2 separate regions of the Macaca mulatta genome follow, and region 2 is linked to region 1. A link is a contact called in public Hi-C data. All regions are on one chromosome and are shown on one strand. The core of a region is the stretch at or near the end of the contact, and the rest is flanking DNA. Distances in the headings are between cores, read along the strand shown.

Evidence for each region. Hi-C and Micro-C count contacts between places; a contact is called where the count stands out from the background.
Region 2: a Hi-C map of fetal cortex germinal zone shows a contact between it and region 1, with 3 times the contacts expected there. The contact joins two enhancer-like sites. A contact is called at or near these places in 2 of 14 Hi-C or Micro-C datasets (fetal cortex germinal zone and fetal cortical plate).

The regions. Positions count from the first base shown.
Region 1 is chr6:133,682,387-133,687,923 of T2T-MMU8v2.0, forward strand. No RefSeq gene overlaps it. Among named protein-coding and RNA genes, the nearest start is that of ZNF608, 6.3 kb to the left of the region's middle. Within about 2 kb of position 3,680, at least 2 of the 40 cell types and tissues checked have an H3K27ac peak or open chromatin away from gene starts, as enhancers often do. A contact at or near this core is called in fetal cortex germinal zone, where this site is marked.
Region 2 is chr6:133,849,609-133,855,342 of T2T-MMU8v2.0, forward strand. No RefSeq gene overlaps it. Among named protein-coding and RNA genes, the nearest start is that of ZNF608, 170 kb to the left of the region's middle. Within about 2 kb of position 1,298, at least 11 of the 40 cell types and tissues checked have an H3K27ac peak or open chromatin away from gene starts, as enhancers often do. A contact at or near this core is called in fetal cortex germinal zone, where this site is marked.

The DNA.
Region 1 (5,537 bases), core at 2,430-4,929:
TCAGCTCACTGCAACCTCCACCTCCCGGGTTCAAGCGATTCTTCTGCCTCCGCCTCCTGAGTAGCTGAAATTACAGGCGTGTGCCACCACGCTTGGCTAATTTTTGTATTTTAGTAGAGACGGGGTTTCACCATGTTGATAAGGCTGATCTCGAATTCCTGACCTCATGATCCTCCCGCCTCAGCCTCCCAATGGGCTGGGATTACAGGTGTGAGCTACTGTGCCCAGCTGCAGAAAATTTTTAAAAACCTAGCCAGGTGTGGTAGTACATGCCTATAGTCCTAGCTACTCTGGAGGTTGAGGTGGGAGGATCATTAACGGCCAGGAGTTGGAGGCTGCATCGTAACACTGTATTCCAGCCTGGGCAACAGAATGAGAACATGTCTAAATATATATCTATTTCTCCAGTTTTTGTGTATTTGTAAGGGAGTCTATTCCTAAGCCTACCTTTTCTATATTTATGCCAACATTGACACTTGAGATCTACTTAGGATCAAGGGAAAAAGTGGAAAACAAAGTTATAAAAAATAAAACCTACATGGAAAAGGGGTTAATTTATAGGAAAAGGAACTTAATTTAGACATAATGAGAAACTTACTGGCTATCCCAGAGGATTATGGAGAAAGATTCTTATCTCTCTGGGTTTGCTCATGAACAGGATGGCCTCAAGGCAGCGGGCAGGTGTCCTGCCCTGGTTTCTAGGCAATATAGTTGATGACTTATGAAACACCTACACAAACACTAGAAGGTCTTTGCTTTTTTCCCCTACGGGTAACATCCTGACTTGCTAAAGGTCCTCTAGAAAAAACACTGTCTCTACTTTTTCACACCTGCATGCTAAATCCAATTCAAGTTTCTAGGTAGTACTTTTAACAATATCCATTTCCCAGGCTGGATGTGGTGACTCATGCATGTAATCTCAACAGTTTTAGAGGCTGGGGTGAGAAGATGGCTTGAGCCCAGAAGTTCAAGACCAGCCTGGGCAACATAGGGTAACCTCACCTCTACATAAAATTAAAAAACTAGGCCGAGCGCGGTGGCTCATGCTTGTAATCCCAGGACTTTGGGAGGCTGAGGCAGGAGGATCACGATGTCAGGAGATCGAGACCATCCTGGCTAACACGGTGAAACGCCGTCTCTACTAAAAATACAAAAAATTAGCCGGGTGTGGTGGCAGATGCCTGTAGACCCAGCTACTTGGGAGGCTGAGGCAGGAGAATGGCGTGAATCCGGGAGGCAGAGGTTGCAGTGAGCTGAGATCAGGCCACCGTACTCCCGCCGGGTGACAGAGCGAGACTCCATCTCAAAAAAAACAACAACAAAAAAAACGAGTCAGGTAAGATAGTCTATAATGCCAGCTACTCAGGAGGCTGAGGCGAAAGGATCACCTGAGCCCAGGAGGTCGAGGCTGCAGTGAGCCATAATCACACCACTGCACTCCAGCCTGGGCAACAGAGCCGGATCCTGCCTTTTAAAAAAAATCAAAAAATATCCATTTCTAGATAACTGTCGCCAAAAAGAGAAGAGCAGTGTTGTTCTTGGTCAAACATTTGACGTTTTCCATTATCCTGAAATATCACTGGAACAAGACAAAGCACCAAGAGCCTTGTCTACCATGGAAAGAGGGGCCCCTGCAAACCATAACACTTTAGGTCCTTTTGGGGAGCAAGGTTCTCAGAGAAGAAAAACATCAACAGTCTTCTCCCTGCCGTGAAAGACTGTGGGACATTTCCAATATCCATTTTGTAAATATGGCTACTTACACACATCGTATAACTCTGCTATGTTAACTTTTCAAGATACTCCTATGCCCTATTAATTCACCTTCTGTTTAAATTCCTTGGAGTATAACAAAAGATCCTCCATCCAAAGGAGGGAAAATAATGACTGTCTTGACATGTCTTTACAATACAGGTTACCTTAAACAAGTTGCGACGATATAAAGCAAATATTACATGAATTTATTTACGACTACAATGCATTTAATAAGGTGAACAACTTTATATACTTATAAACCCTCTATGTTTATGTAATTCCTCATACAGTCTCCAATCCTCCATCTTAAAATAATCAAAAAGAAAAAGCAACAAATTGGATCTTTTTTATGCCTTGCAGCTATGGAGAACCTAGCAAAATATTGCAAAACAACGTGGTCTTTAAAGGAAAACATTTGTATACTGCTCGCATTAAGAGAACTGCAATGTAGGTCAGTGTTAAGTGTCTGAAATTGTACCTCCGCTTGGCTCAGGCTCTTGTGGTGTGGTGTGTGCAGCTATATCTGAGTGGGTGCCCAAGCAAGGTCTGAGGATCAGTTAGCAAAGTAAGGCAATTTACATCTCATGTAATGAAACCATTTCTGGAAAAGGATTTTTCTTTTATGCCAGTGGAGACTGACTGCATAAAGAAGATCAAAACACAAGCTACATTAAAAAAAAAAAAAAAAGAACTACTTATTGGAGATTTCTGTTGCTGGTTTTATTACAATATGTATTTTACAGATTTAGGTAATAGCCCTGATTTTTCAAATCGACCTCTGTTTAGACACGTTTCACTTTGGGCTGTTTCTTGTCTGTAAAATTACAGTCATTTGCACGTTATTACAGTGAGTAGGAGACAGATTGTATTTAGCACTGGGTGGGGGAAGGGTTATTATGGGAAGTGATCTGCTAAGGTCAGCACATAATTTCAGCCTGAAGAAAATTGCTTCTGAATGGCTGGTCTGTTAGCTAGCCAAAGAATAGTCACTGGGAGAGACTGCAAAATACTTCTGCTTAATCTGCATTATAGAGTTATTCTCATTTCCAGATAGATGGCCTGTAGATACAATGTCTGTAAAACTAAATTTAAAAACTTGTAGAAGAAATGTTGTCACTGCTCTATTTGAATTCAAAACAATTATAACAAATGCAATACGACCAAGCACAGGAAGATCAAGAGGCAGCAGGATCCAGCCATTACGTTCCACTCCATCTTTCTCCTTTGCCTCCATTTCTCTGCTTCCTCGTTTGTCATTTTAAAAATCCCTGTGACTTAATGACAGTAGATTTTTACATATGTGTAAAAATTGAGAGCAATACCAAACACATTGATAAATGTATCTCCAACTTTCACACATATATGACTGCAGGAAAAAAAAAGAATGCCTACATTAGCTTCTTTTTGGAGAGTGGCAGAATTCCCTCAAGTGTGAAAGCATTACATACACTTTTGATGCTAGAATTTAAGGATTTTTTTCACATTTTATAAAAATACATTCTATTTGTGCACATTTTCTAAAGCTGACAGACTAAAGCAGTGATACTTATCAGAAACAGTAACCCCTGCCTAATTTTATGATTTAAATCCAACCCTCATGCATCACCTAGGAAGTCTTCACATACTTGCTTAGATGAAATCAGGAGACTAAAGTTTATTTTAAAGAAGAATAAAAGAGTTCCATTATACTCGGCTCCTTTGGCTGTTGAATATCACTTTCGTTGTGAACAACTGTGCCTCTTTTGTTTTCAAAACAAGCTTTCCTAAAGAATGAATCACTACAATCATTTGGAGACTATGCGATAAACAACAGAAAGCCAGAAAGTTGTTTTGCTATTTTCTCAGCAGAGCTTTTCCTCCCCTTCCTCACAGCTCAGCGGAGCCTCCAGTCCACCAGCCAATCATCATTATGGAAATGTGGTTCTCAGCCCCCTGATTGGCTGACTTCTGGTCCAGGATGTTTAAGGTTTCTACAGCTCAACACATGCATTGCATGCCAGACTGCTCTGTGGACCTTTTCTTACTATGAATATTTTAATTACCTTTTATTTTCCTTTCTTTTCTTTTCTGTCATTCTGTCTTTTTTTAGAGATTTTTAAAATCATTTAAGGAAGCACCTTGTATTTTCTTGTAAATACCTTTAAAATGTAATGATCTGTTAAGAACAGAGTCGAATATACGAGAACATGTTTTCTAACCATATTTTAATGTTTTCTGTTTATTTGGGTTCTAATGGTGTCTCTTTGGATTTTAGAGGAGTCCCATGAAAGTTAAATGAACAAACATATGCTTTAATTTTTATAATTCTAAACATAATGTCTCCGAAAAAAGAATTTTCTTGAGATTTTTACAATTCAAAACATTACATTAAAAAACCTTTAATACTGAAAAGTAATCTTTCAGGCAAAGGAGACAATGTATTTTTTCATAATTAAAACAATGCCTTTTGTTTATAATTTTAAAAGATGTTTTAAACGTCAACACTCTTGGCCAGGTGCCGTGTCTTACGCCTGTAATCCTAGCAGTTTGGGAGGCCAAGGCAGGTGGATCACTTGGGGTTACGAGTTTGAGACCAGCCTGGCCAACATGATGAAACCCCATCTCTACTAAAAATACAAAAATTAGCCTGGCATCGTGGGGCGCCCATAATCCCAGCTACTCAGGAAGCTGAGGCAGGAGAATCGCTTGAACCTGGGAGGCAGAGGTTGCAGTGAGCCGAGATCACGCCACTGCACTCCAGCACTGCCGTCTGGACAACAAAGAGACTCTGTCTCAAAAAATAAAAAATAAAAAAGAAGTTAACGCTCCTATAGTGTCTTAAGGATGCACAACTCTTTCAAGTTTGCTGTTGTTGTTATTGTTGGGTTTTGTTTTGTTTTGCTTTGCTTTTTTTGTATTTTTGGAGACAGGGTCTCACTCTGTCACCCAAGCTGGATTGCAGTGGCATGATCAAAGCTGACTGCAGCCTCAGCCTCCTGTCAAGCAATCCTCCTACCTCAGCCCCCTGAGTAGCTGGGACCACAGGCATGCACCACCACACCCAGCTAATTTCTTTATATTTGTAAAGAAGGGTGTCTCCCTATGTTGCCCAGGAGGTCTCAAACTGCTGGGCTCAAGGGATCCTCTTGCCTCGGCCTCTCAAAATGCTGGGATTATAAGCATGAGCCACCTCACTTGGCCTGAAATAGCTTTGTAATTCAAATGAGTAATAGTAGGAAATATATGTGTGATTTACCATGTTCCAAAAACTCTTCTTAATTCTTTATGTGTATTAATTTATTTAATCTTCATAGCAGGCAAGTGAGATAAGTAGTATTAGCATCAGAATAAGGAAACTGAGACACAGAAATGATGTAATTTGTGTAAATTTTCCAGTCAAATCTTGGTCCAGCCAAGATTTAATATAGGAAGCCTGTATGCTTAACTACTGCACCAGAACTATCAGAAAAAAATAAAACTCCAGACAACATTCATTGCTATATTGCCATTCTTTTTGTTGAGCACAGAAATTTTTTTTTTTTTTTTTTTTTTTTTTTTGAGATGGAGTTTCATTCTTTTTTTCTTGTTGCCCAGGTTGGAGTGTAATGGCCTGATCTCGGCTCACTGCAACCTCTGCCTCCCAGGTTCAATGATTCTTCTGCCTCAGCCTTCTGAGTAGCTGGGATTACAGGCGCGTGCCAGCACGCCCAGCTAATTTTTTGTATTTTTAGTAGAGATTAAGTTTCACCATGTTGGTCAGGCTGGTTTCCAACTCCTGAACTCAGGTGATCCACCCGCCTCGG
Region 2 (5,734 bases), core at 48-2,547, 160 kb after region 1:
CAAAACATCAGATTGTAACTAGATGACTACAGGGAAAAACATAGGATGTGTATTTCCATAAAATATCCCGTATCATTTGACATATTCAAAGTAAAGATAAGCCATGTATTTTGGCCTTTATGTCGTTCACAGAAGAGTTCTTTGCATACTGGATATACGTTGGAATTCATCTTCCTTTTCTTCTTAGTATGTTAGAATATCTGTGTCTTCAAAAGGGTCAGCCTCAAATGAGTCAGCCAAAAGCGCTTACATGCAGACCAGTACTTATTAGAAAGAACTGAGAAATGAAACATAAACTGATAAGTGGGTGCAAGTCATTCATCTTTTTAAAGGCCATAAAAAGAGAATTGTAAATTAAAATGTCTACAATAGGTTCAACACCTCTCTCTCAGCCCCTCCCTTCCCTTTGTCATGCTACAGCATTCGAGTGTGGGAATGTTTCTCTGAAACGTGTAAATCACACATTTAGTTATGCCGTACCCAGGAGCACCATACCGGGAGGAACAGGGGGAGGAAGGCCAAGGAAATTAAATACGAGTCCAGCAGTTTGTTAATGAAACATTTACACAAGCAGTTTATATGGTTGTAATAAAAAAGGGGGGCCTCTTTCATCGCACCCTTTCATTACTTAGCACAGTCTTTAAGAGGATTAATGTGGAAGGGGGAAAAGAATGTGCTTATCAGTTGAGTCTCAGGATTGGTAATGCTGAGTTCTTAATAGATTGCCTCTGGATTTAGGATTACTGTGGTGCAAATTCTTCCAGGCTTTCAATAGAATAGAAAGCAGTTTGTTTTCCCCCCTTCAACGAGAAGGGCTATTGACTTGGTGATGAAATGACCTAGGACTCAGAGTTTATTCAAACCACTGCCTCCTGTTTCTGTCACTTCAGGGAGATTTATTTATTTGTTTGGGCTACTGGTAGCCAATGCATCAAAATATGCACTAATTCCACCACTAGTGTGATTAAGAAGCAGCTAACAATGCAAGTTTAACAGCAACCAACTGACTTTTATGATGCTCCTATTAAGGATCTAGTTTTCAAAAGGAAATAGCAGAGAAGACAGATCTATTTTTTGGATGCAGTGAATTCCCTGCACCTCATTTTCTGACAGGTTTCCTAACAGCTCAGATAAACTGCATATTTTGGAGGACACTGAAGTGAATAAGTGGCCCTTTTATTTTTCTGGGGAGTTAGAGGCAGCTTTTGTTGGCAATCTTGTGAAAGAGTACAGTACTGATGGATCATGCTGCTTGAGGTCCTGTGACTTCACACTATTTTTAGCACAAGGAAGATGTTAGTTGTAACAGTGTACAATGGGCTAATCAGCCATAATAGAACTCACACTGTTTTTCACTTCACATTGCACTTATTATGTGCCTTGAATGTAAACAGCTCTTTGCTTCTGACAAAGATGGCAGTTTGCCATGGTGGGATTCAGCCTTCTCTAAAGCTCAGCAAACATTGAATAGAGCAAGCCAGAAGACTGAAAAAGCAATTGTTTGAATTTATGTCACTTGCAGCCTTAGACAAAATTATTTTTGTTACTTCCATCCTTTCCTTCCTACCTCCCTCAAATTAGCAAGCATTCACATATGTCAGTTATCAGCATATGAAAAATTATTTCCATTGTTTCTCCACCCACATTTAGAGAATCAATAAATCACATTTTGTATAAAGTCTTGAAAAATGACATCCCTGTACATTTTATACCCATTGTGAAATATTTGGAACTTAATGTAATAATATAAAGCTTGATCATATAAATAGATTGAAGTTGCTTTAAAACATGATAAAAGATACTCTTTAAAATGACACCCAACACCCAAAAGAAGTTTATTGTTTTGTACCATCTGTATGTACCACTAGCAGATTCAATAGTTTGCTCTCAAAACAGATTTAAAGCAATTTACTATAAAGCAAATTGTTGTTGGCTAGGCTTCCTGCATTGTTATCCTATGATTTTTCCAGGCACAGGGGCTCATTTAAAAGTTTTTTGAAATTTTATCACAGTAATACATGCGCATGATAAAAACAACCAAATAGTATAAGAAAGTACTTTATAAAGAAATATACCTCCCTCCACACTCAGGCCTATTACTAGCAGCAAAGACCTTTTTTATTTTTTAGTTTTTCTTCTGGATATTATATCCTAACCCTAAATAATAGGCTTATAATAGTATTTCTTAAACATTTATAAAAACGATTATTATTTATTTTTCTTTTAGAGATGGGGTCTTGCTCTGTTGCCCAGGCTGGAGTACAGTGGCGGGATCATAGCTCACTGCAGACTCGAATTCCAGGGCTCAAGTGATTCTCCTGTCTCAGCTTCCCAGCCTCCTGAGTAGCTATGACTATAGGCATGTGCCACTGTGCCTAGCTAATTTTTATTGTTATTTTTGTAGAGTCAAGGTCTTGTTTTGTTGCCCAGGGTGGCTTTAAACCCCTAGCTTCAAACAATACTCTCACCTTGACCTTGCAAAGTGCTGAGATTACAAGTGTGAGCCACTGCACCTGGTCTTACAATAGTATCTCTTGATTGATTCATTCATTGATTCAACAGATATTCACTGAGTGACTACTATTTGCCACATACTGTTCTAAAACTGAGATACAGCAGTAAAGGAAACAGACAAAATCCCTGCCCTCTGAAGCTTAACATTCCACTGGAATGGAAATGAGGAGAGGCAGATAATAAAAATTAATGAATAATTTATATCGCATATCAAAAAGTGAAAAGTGGTATAGAATAAAAGAAATGAGAAAGGTGGGCAAAGAGAGTACTGAAGATAGGGAGGTGGTTTGAAGTTTGAAATACAGAGGTTAGGGATGGCCTAACTAAGAGTGTGATATTTCAGCAAAGACACAAAGAAGTAATAGAGTAACCCATGAGAACATCTCAAAAGAGAGAGGCCAGGGTGAAGTGCAAAGGCCCTGAGGCAGGAGCATGGCTGGTTGCCTTAAGGAAGAGTGAGGAGATCAACTTGGCTGATGTGGAATGAGCAAAGGATAGTGCAGTAGGAGATGGGACTTGTGAAGTGATGGGAGGAGGAGGTCCATGGGAATGTAGGAAGGATTTGAACAGAAAATTAATTCAATCCTATTTAAGTTTTTACTTTCTTGAGGAAAGGATGTGTGAGTGGAAGAAGGAAATTATTTTGGAGTCTCTGTGGTGATCCAAGTGAGATGAGGAAACTCCCAACAGGCTGATGCCTCGGAGGAGGTTGGAAGTAGTCAGATTCTGGGTACACAGTGAGGCTTACTTGATTTTCTGATAGATTGCATTTATAGAATATGAGAGAAACAAGATTTAGCTTTAGCTGCTGTAAGAATGGAGTGGCCCTTAACGGAGATAAGATAGACTGCCAGTTGAATGGGATTTGGAAGGAAGATTTAGTTATGGATATGTTGAGTTTGAGATGCCTTTAGACATCAAAGTGGTGATAACAAATAGATAAGTGGATATGAGGGACTGGAGTTCTGGGAAGAGATACAGACCTTGTATTTATATTTTTGGTCATTAGCATATACATGGTATTTAAGGTCACATGCTTAGGTAAGCTCACTAGGGAATGAAGCTAAAAGAAGTCCAAGGACTTATCCTTGGGACACTCTCACTTTAGAAGATTGGATAGGAAACTTGCAAAAGGAACTGAAAAGAAGTGAGGTCAGAGGCTACTGGAAGAAAGAGTTACAAAAGTAGGATAATAAATGCATATCAATTTTACATGACCCATGGTGATATTCTCATGTTAGAGAAAGAGTTATGAAGACAATGGTGATCCTGCAGCAAAGTAGAAGAGAGCACTTGAATTATAGAATAATGAAACATTAGAAGCATTTCCTTTAGAATTTAGAGTTGGTATGTTAGAAGTGTCTGGAATAAAGGAAAATATGTATTAAATAGCAGTGCTATATACTAGTAATAATCACTTTTTTTTTTTGACACCGAGTTTTTATGAAACTCGGTGTCAACAGAAACTTTATATACCAATGAATAGCTCTAACGAAAAACATGATGCATGTGTATGAATACTTACAATAGTATTCTGAGAGGTGTAAAAATGTAAAAGATTTCATGCAGATACATAGTTGTTCATGGACAGTTGGACTGGGTATTGCAAACATGTTTATTTTTTTCTTGAATATATGAGTTTATCATAGTTCAGAACAGAATTCTGATGGGCAAATTTTTGGTACATTAATGATCATAGCAGCACTATTTTTAACAGTCAACAATTAGAAACAATCAAATGTCCATAAATGAGTAAATAAATTGTATATTCATTCAATGAAATAATATACAGCAATGAGGATGATCGAACTACAACCACAGCATCAACATAGGTGTATCTCACAAACATAATAATGAACAAAGAAGGCAGACACTAAAGAGTATATATACTTTGTGATTCCACTCATATAAAGTTCCAAAACAGATACAAATGATCTATGATGCCTGGAAGGGGTGCAAGGGAGTCTTTTGTTCTGGTAATGCTTCTTTTCTTTTCTTTTTTCTTTTGAAAGGGATTCTCGCTCTGTCGCCCAGGCTGGAGTGCCGTGGCGCAATCTCAGCTCACTGCAGTCTCTGCCTCCCAGGCTCAAGCGGTTCTCCTGCCTCAGCCTCCGAAGTAGCTGGGATTACAGGTGCCCATCACCACAGCCAGCAAATTTTTGTATTTTTAGTAGAGATGTGGTTTCACTTTCACCAGTTGGCCAGGCTGGTCTCGAACTCCTGACCTCAGGTGATCCGCCTGCCTTGGACTTATTTCTTGATTTGAGTGCTGGTTGTGTGTATTCATTTTCCAAAAATTCTTAGCAATTACATGTATGGGTCAGGCGTGGTGACTCACACCTATAATCCTAGCACTTTGGGAGGCTGAGGTGGGCAGATAATGAGCTCAGGAGATCGAGACCTTCCTGGCTAACACAGTGAAACCCCGTCTCTACAAAAAATACAAAAAATTAGCTGGGTGTGGTGGCATGATCCCGTAATCCCAGCTACTCGGGAGGCTGAGGCAGGAGAATCACTGAAACCCGAGAGGCAGAGGTTGCAGTGAGCCAGGGTCGCGCCTGGGTGACACTTCAGCCTGGGTGACATAGTGAGACTCCATCTCAAAAAAAAAAAAAAAAAAAAAGAAAAGAAAAAAAAGAAATTACATGTATAATTTGTGCCCTTTTCTATATGAATGTTTTATAAAAATTTAGTTTAAAAAGATCAGTTGTTTTTTAAAAATGTGGGCATACTAATTTAACCATTCATCTGCAACCTAGACAGTAAAAAATTAGCTTAGAGACTATTCTAAAAGAAAAGTAATGAAAACTGGCTGTATCATATATAAAATACATAAGAAAGCAGGAATGAGTGAAGTGCCCTGGCAATAGCTGGGAATCAGTGGATAGAATATAACATATGATAGAGATGAAAGGATAACTCAGTGGGGGACAAGAATGAATGATCAATAAGTGATGTTGTATTTTCAAATTCTCCATGCAGCTAGGTACACCCATGTGATCATATTTTGGCTAATGAGATGTCAACAAAATTGATATATGCCACTTCCAAGTCTTGCTCAATTACACAATTAGGGTTGTGTACCTTCCAGCCTCACTCCACTGTCCTTTTAGTTTGGAGAAAATGAGATTTAGAACAATTGCCCAAGACCCAGAGATGGGAGCTCTTGTCAAGGATGGCTGAACCACCTTGTCAGGCCCACACTGTTAAGAGAGGTGAT